Regions from separate parts of the Hordeum vulgare genome. Here region 2 is linked to region 1. A link is a contact called in public Hi-C data. All regions are on one chromosome and are shown on one strand. The core of a region is the stretch at or near the end of the contact, and the rest is flanking DNA. Distances in the headings are between cores, read along the strand shown. Region 1 holds the start of LOC123425998 (GATA zinc finger domain-containing protein 6-like). Region 2 holds the start of LOC123426006 (importin subunit alpha-1b).

Region 1 (3,461 bases), core at 54-2,553:
TATGATCAGATTATTCATTGAAAGTAATTGAATCGTTTCTGAATTCTTAATTGAATACTCTCTAGATTCCTTTATGTGTGATTTATATAGATATGTAATAGTTTCTGATCTATAGATTTTCCTTGTCCAAGTTGATCTATCGATGTTGAGTGAAAGTAGTGGGTTCAATCTTGCGGTGTCCTCACCGAGTGACATGAAGGGTAGTGAGGCATAATAGGTAGGGGCTAAGAACGAGTTATAGATAAATCAACTCTTAATCATGCTAGGATTGTAAGGAACATGGATTTAAGGTTACAAGATCAGGTATGCAAATGACAGGCTTAAATACTATCTAACATAACATAGCCATTACATTGAAGGGTTTGAAATAAGGGAAATATGAGTTTGATTTACGCCTTAGTAGTAATAAAAAGAACGAAAAGGCGGAACCGCATCACCAACGTCAGCAAATAAGGAGGGACAAAAGGCGGTGAGCAAACTAGATAATGATTTTTATTTGAAAAACATGGAACTATGAGTTTGATTTTTATCGTACTAGCAATAATAACAATAAGAAAAAGATGTAATCCATTAACACCGACGCCGGCAGATAAGGATGGAGAAACAACGGCTATCAAACAAGATAATGCATTTTTATTTGAAAAATAGGCAACTATGAGTTTGATTTTCACCTTACTATGAACAATAACAAAATAAAAAGATGGAAACGCATTAACACACATTAACACCAACATCAACAGATAAGGAGGGGCAGAAAGCGGTGAGCAAACTAGATAAGGGTCGAGCCACGTGTGGACTTATACATATAGTCAAACCACATGTTTCTTACTCCTACAAAAAGGGCAGAGCATTCATTTCCGCTCCAATATTACGTAACAAAAATTTAGTGTTAGGATTGTATGTTTATGATCTATACCAGGATTTTGATGGAATCTGATGAAACTTTCAACTATGTTGTTGCTACGATGTTATCAACAAATATCAATATGTAAGTAATTATAGCAACTTTAGCTGATAAGAAGAGACATGAGCAGTGAGCTACTATACAATGTGTGTTATTCCCACATATATCGAACTTATTCTTGAACTTATTCATCATAAAATAACATACTTTCATGCTCGGCTAAAAATGTCGAGCATTCATTTTTTGCTCTGCCGCAATCCGTTACGAAACCGTCTATTTCATATTTATCGGAAACGGGGGAGTTTTTGCTCCGTTTTCGCCCTTGTTGCGCAATGGATAAGGGGACTAAGTGCATATTAATACAAGGGGCTACAAGATAAGGAGGGAACTGGTACAAGTACCTGGCCAACTTGCAGCCTAGCCAGAGATCAAAAACAAAACTTGCAGCCTAGCCTTGGTTGCCATCTCTTCTCCCCCTCCCTCCCCAACTACTCCCTCTCCTCCCACATACGCTTCTTCAAGAGAAAAGAGCAGAGCAAACCCAGCACGACACCCTCATCTCCGACCAAGATCACTGCCGAGCAGACCATCCGTCCAGCGCCGCCGATGGATTCGTCTCACCACAAGGTTCGTCTCTCTGCCCGGCCGTCTTCTAATTGGAAGAAATAAAGATCTTCTTGCTCCGTGGCTGCTGATGTGTTCCGGGCTTGTGCATCGTCCTCCTCAGGTGATCGGGGTCGCTCCGGCGGTGGCGGAGGGAGGGAGGATGTGCTGTGTCGAATGCCGCACCACCACCACTCCCATGTGGCGCAGCGGGCCGACGGGGCCGAGGGTGAGTTCCCCACTTCTCCCCTCTTTTTCTTCCTTTCTTGTTTGTGCTTGTGGCCTGTGTGGGAGGTGATCGGCCGTGTCAACCATGGCCTGATCACCACACTTCTCGCGGTTCATACTGCGATCGTGTGATTGATTCTTGATTGTATCGTTCAAGCTGTTCGTAGAGCGATCATGCTAGGAATAATTAGCGTCTCTAGTTTTGGCAGAGTAAGATCATAAGATAGGGTGGCGATTTTAATCCGGGTGTGTGTGTGTGGGAGAGGTAGATCATAAGATATGGCGGCGAATTTTATCAAAGAAAAAAAGATATGGTGATGATTGTTCTAATCAGAGTTTGGAGCTTTGGATAAAGTCCTACGGCAAAGGAAAAAAAAAAGAGAATCAGTGTGTACTCAGTTTTGATTCCATTTGGAGGTTAGGTGAGCTGTTCCTTGCAACAGTGCTAACCTCCAATCCCCCCTAATATTCCCAAGTGGCATGGGATATTTAAAAAGGGTCCAGCTTTTCTCTGGTTGTTTTCTATTGGTTGGGCCAATTCTTTAAGGGATATCCTTATCACCATGATAGTTTTTCACTTCATTGTGGCACTGAGCCATGCACCCATCAACCAGTAATATCTCTTTTTTCGCTGGCAAAACTGATATGTTTCTCTGATCTGAAAAGTAACAATGGAGTTAGTGGCCCATACTGTGGTCCTGGTTTGGCAAAAGAATTAAAACTGAATGTGCATTCAACATTTTTCATTTTGATTGTAGACGCTTTGCAACGCCTGCGGGATCCGGTACAGGAAGAAGAGGAGGCAAGAGCTAGGTCTCGACAACAAGCAGCAGAACCAGCAGGAGAACCAACAACAACAACAACATCAACAGCAGAACCAACAACAACAGCATCAACAACAACAAGAACAACAACAGCAACGAGAAGATAACGCAGAGGCAACAAGTGCAGTAAAAGACAGCAGCAGCAGTAGCAACAGCAAAAGCAGCAACCTCCAAGTGGTGAAGAAAAAAAGGAGGGTCTCAATGGGAGTGGAGGAGGCTGCATTCTTGCTCATGGCCTTGTCCTCCTCATCTACACCCCCACTACTGCATGGCTGACGGACCCCCCCACCATTGGTGCGCCGTGTACATACATACATGATATACAAGGCAGCCTAAACAGACCACCCAGTGATTCCAAACCAGTCATACAGATTTCTTAGATGGGTTATCAAGATGGAGCAGCAGGGAAATGATGTCTCTTTCGGGTTGATCATGTCGATGTGATGTGGGGGGGCTGGATTTTGTATTTGGATCCACCTGTGCCGTAGGTCTTGGATCGTGTCAGTGTGTCGCATTCGAGACCGAAAGGGAAGATGCTCTGGGGGGGAAATGTTTGCTCCGGAGAGGGAAAAAACTGGTCAGTGGCTGTATGTTGTTCGTCGTGGTAGGCTCAACTGTGATTAGTCCAGAGTTTGTTTTAATTTTACCCCTGATTCATCTTGTTCCCCTTTTTTCTGTTTATTTCAATGTATGTGTTTTGTTTCCATTGTTAGTTGAGAAGGATCAAAAGCAAGCATTGCCATCCTTCATGTGTAATAAGGATCAAATCAATAAAAATGATTCATTCGTTTCAATTCAATCAGTGCAAATCAAGACAAAAATTGCGTTTCTTACGCTGATTGATGCTCTGATGAATCCAGGTTTTATTTGTCATTCTTGCAGATGCAAATGTAAAGCATATA
Region 2 (3,138 bases), core at 412-2,911, 460 kb before region 1:
TGCATAACGTCGAAATTTGTTGCATCGAGAAAAAAATGTTGCATGAAGATCTAACGGCACAACCCGCCTACAACTGGCAGATCGGGCGGCCCGCGCGCGGCCGGCCGAATCTTTCGGCCAGCTCGCCGGCGCAGAGCATCGCCCATAGAAGAAGGATTGTGCGAGGAAGGAAATTTACTAAATAAGGAAAGCGCTACCGCCATCGTCCTTAACAGACATGAATGCACTATAAAGAACACTTGAGAAAATTCTCCCATGCCGTTGAACGCCAAGTTCGGATCTAAGATTGAACTCGCCGCCGTCCAGGGTCCATCGGCGCCATCTTCTTTCGTGTCCGAGCCAGATCGGTCTGCCGTAGAAGGTCCTCGCACTGGATTCTTTCGCCCACCTCCGGATTCACCAACACCACCGTCGGGCACCGCCTGACAGAGATTCAAGCCCTCACCCCCTTCTCCAACAACAACAACCAAGTCTTCAAAGCTGTCCCCAACTAAGGATGGCAATTTTACCCATGGGTACGGGTACCCGTGGGTATCGTACCCACATGGGCAGGGTATGAGCACACTTTTATACCCATGGGTAGTACCCATACCCTTCCTATTAAATCATGGGTAGGGTACGGGTATAGCCTCGTACCCATGGGTATGCCCATACCCTACCCATTTGTGAAGTAATGTTATGTTATCGCCAATTAATCACTAATTTGTCATGTGACTCATCTACTCCTATTAACTTATGAGTATGTTGTGGTTTTTCAGTTTTGCTCATGGTCATGTACTCATCTACCTCTTGTCGAGCCAAGATAATTCAATTTTGTGTCAAATGTGCTATTAGTGAGTGTAAAATTGGGAACAATTTGTGTACTATTTGTTCTACCCGTTGGGTATCCAATGGGCACAGGTAATCGTCAGGTATGGGTATGGATAAAGTTTTATATCCGTGGGTATAGGTATGGGTAGAATTTTATACTCATTAACCATACGAGTATGTGTATGGTATTGCTCTACCCTGCTCATACCATACCCATTGCCATCCTTATCCCCAACAAGCCACCCCTGGATCGGTCCTCCACGTCGGTGTCGGAGCCGCTTAGGCTTTGGTCGCCAACGACGAGAGGGTTAGGCGGTGGGAGGTGGCTAGGGTTTTGCGATCGCCTTAGCTCCCCTCTCTCGTGCCAACAATTGTTATACTTATAACTTTTTTGCGGGGTTGAATCACGTATAACCAAATATATTAGTAGTACATTCATTTCTCGACAAGTATTTCCGGACGGATGGAGTACTTTGGAACATAGGTATCCATTTTGAAGCACTTGTGCAAGCTCAACTAGAAAAACATATCATGACTCAAGTTAATAGCTTGAGAGACAAATCATTTGAATTTTAGGTTTTGATGTTAATGCCGTTGAAAGAAAATTGGAGCATGTGGTGAGTTAGAATCCCCGCAAAACCAGCAAGTACCCGTAACCGTCATAAAAAGAACAAATAGTACCGCAAACTTGCGAGCCAAGTACTCCGGACATTCAAAATTCAAATATGCACAACTATTTCCATATGTACCCTTGCGATACCGTGTACATCCAGCTCTCAACCACCGTCATACTCCCAACTTTTCCTTCGGTGCCTCCCCTTGAGCACCTATAAAAGCACCCCACCTCGCCCACACATCTCCCCCTCCCGTTCCCCCTTTTCGAATCGAGCCCAACCGCATCGTGCGTGCGCACCCCCCCACTCCCCCCTAGGGTTTCGTTCGAGGGTTCTCCGACGATGTCGCTGCGGCCCAACGAGCGGGCCGAGGTGCGGCGCAGCCGTTACAAGGCGTCCGTCGATGCGGAGGACGGGCGGCGCAGGCGGGAGGATCAGATGGTGGAGATCCGGAAGAACCAGCGCGACGCCAACCTTCAGAAGAAGCGCCGCGACGGGTTCCCGGCCGGCGCCGCGTCCGCCGCCGGCGGCGCGCCGCAGATGGGCCACTCCTCGGCTCTCCAGCAGAAGGTACGCACCCCGTGGCTCGTTTTTCCTCTCTCGATCTGACCTATTCGTCAGGGCTCGGGTTGGGGATTCTCGATCTGACCAGTTCGGATCTGTGTTCGCGTGCAGCTGGAGGGCTTGCCGGCGATGGTGCAGGCGGTTCTCTCGGACGACAACACCGTGCAGCTCGAGGCCACCACCCAGTTCCGGAAGCTGCTCTCCATCGGTGAGACTTGAATTTACATCTGCTGATGTCTCTCGAGATTATTTTTGCCCTAGTTGAACTATACGGGATGAAATTAGGATTGTTTCTGGCGAAATCGTGGATTAATAACGCGAGAGGTCCACCAGTTCTAGATTCGCTCGTGGCTAAACAACGCGTATAGGTCTTGTATACTTGTGTATTAGGTGGGGGCAACTCAATTACTTGTCCCCATGCCACTTTCTGAGATTTGAAATTCACTGAACATGTCAATTCCATTCATCTTTTGGATGCTCCTGCACCGTATCTAATGTTACTACTACTCATAGTGATCGATCTAACTGTTGCCTTTTTAAATCAATTTTCTGCTGATCTTTTGAGTCAACTGTTTGTTGATCTAGGTAACATTGTTTCAATAACGTGATCCTGCAATGCTTATGACAATAATAACTAGGGAAACAATGGATGCTTGTTTTTTTGGCATACACCATCTGTTAAATGTTCAACACTGATTAATTTACAATCAGTTCATTTTTTTTGTTTGAGAAAAGGTCGTACCTGCTTCTAATTCAAAATTGTGTCAAGTTCACCTGCTGATATGTTGCTCAATGTTTGTAGAACGAAGCCCTCCAATTGAGGAAGTGATCAACACAGGCGTGGTGCCTCGCTTCATTGAGTTCCTCACACGGGAGGACTATCCCCAACTCCAGGTGACAACAATCCTAATGTTATGTTAATTTGATTGTAGTTGCATTTAATCACTTAAAAAGTGGCACATGTTTACCTATTTTTTTTCTGTTACAGTTTGAGGCCGCATGGGCGCTCACCAACATCGCGTCAGGCACATCAGACAACACCAAAGTGGTTGTTGAGTTCGGTGCTGTGCCCATCTTTGTCAAGCTACTCAGCTCTCCTAGTGAGGATGTCCGCGAACAGGCATGAGAACAACTCAGGAGAATTTTTACT

The links. A called contact is a pair of places that touch in the nucleus more often than the background predicts.
Region 2: a contact with region 1 is called in a Hi-C map of seedling, with 5 times the contacts expected there. The contact joins the promoter of LOC123426006 here to the promoter of LOC123425998 in region 1. A contact is called at or near these places in 4 of 6 Hi-C or Micro-C datasets (leaf and seedling) and 1 of 1 datasets of contacts at active chromatin or transcription factors (embryo).

What each region holds. Positions count from the first base shown.
Region 1 is chr1H:93,476,305-93,479,765 of MorexV3_pseudomolecules_assembly, reverse strand. It overlaps LOC123425998 (GATA zinc finger domain-containing protein 6-like), which reads left to right and starts at 1,303. Exons shown (of 3, transcript XM_045109777.1): 1 at 1,303-1,531; 2 at 1,632-1,736; 3 at 2,494-3,353. The coding sequence starts at 1,511. The coding sequence ends at 2,835.
Region 2 is chr1H:93,941,948-93,945,085 of MorexV3_pseudomolecules_assembly, reverse strand. LOC123426006 (importin subunit alpha-1b) reads left to right here and starts at 1,661. Exons shown (of 11, transcript XM_045109787.1): 1 at 1,661-1,994; 2 at 2,100-2,196; 3 at 2,791-2,882; 4 at 2,977-3,108. The coding sequence starts at 1,767.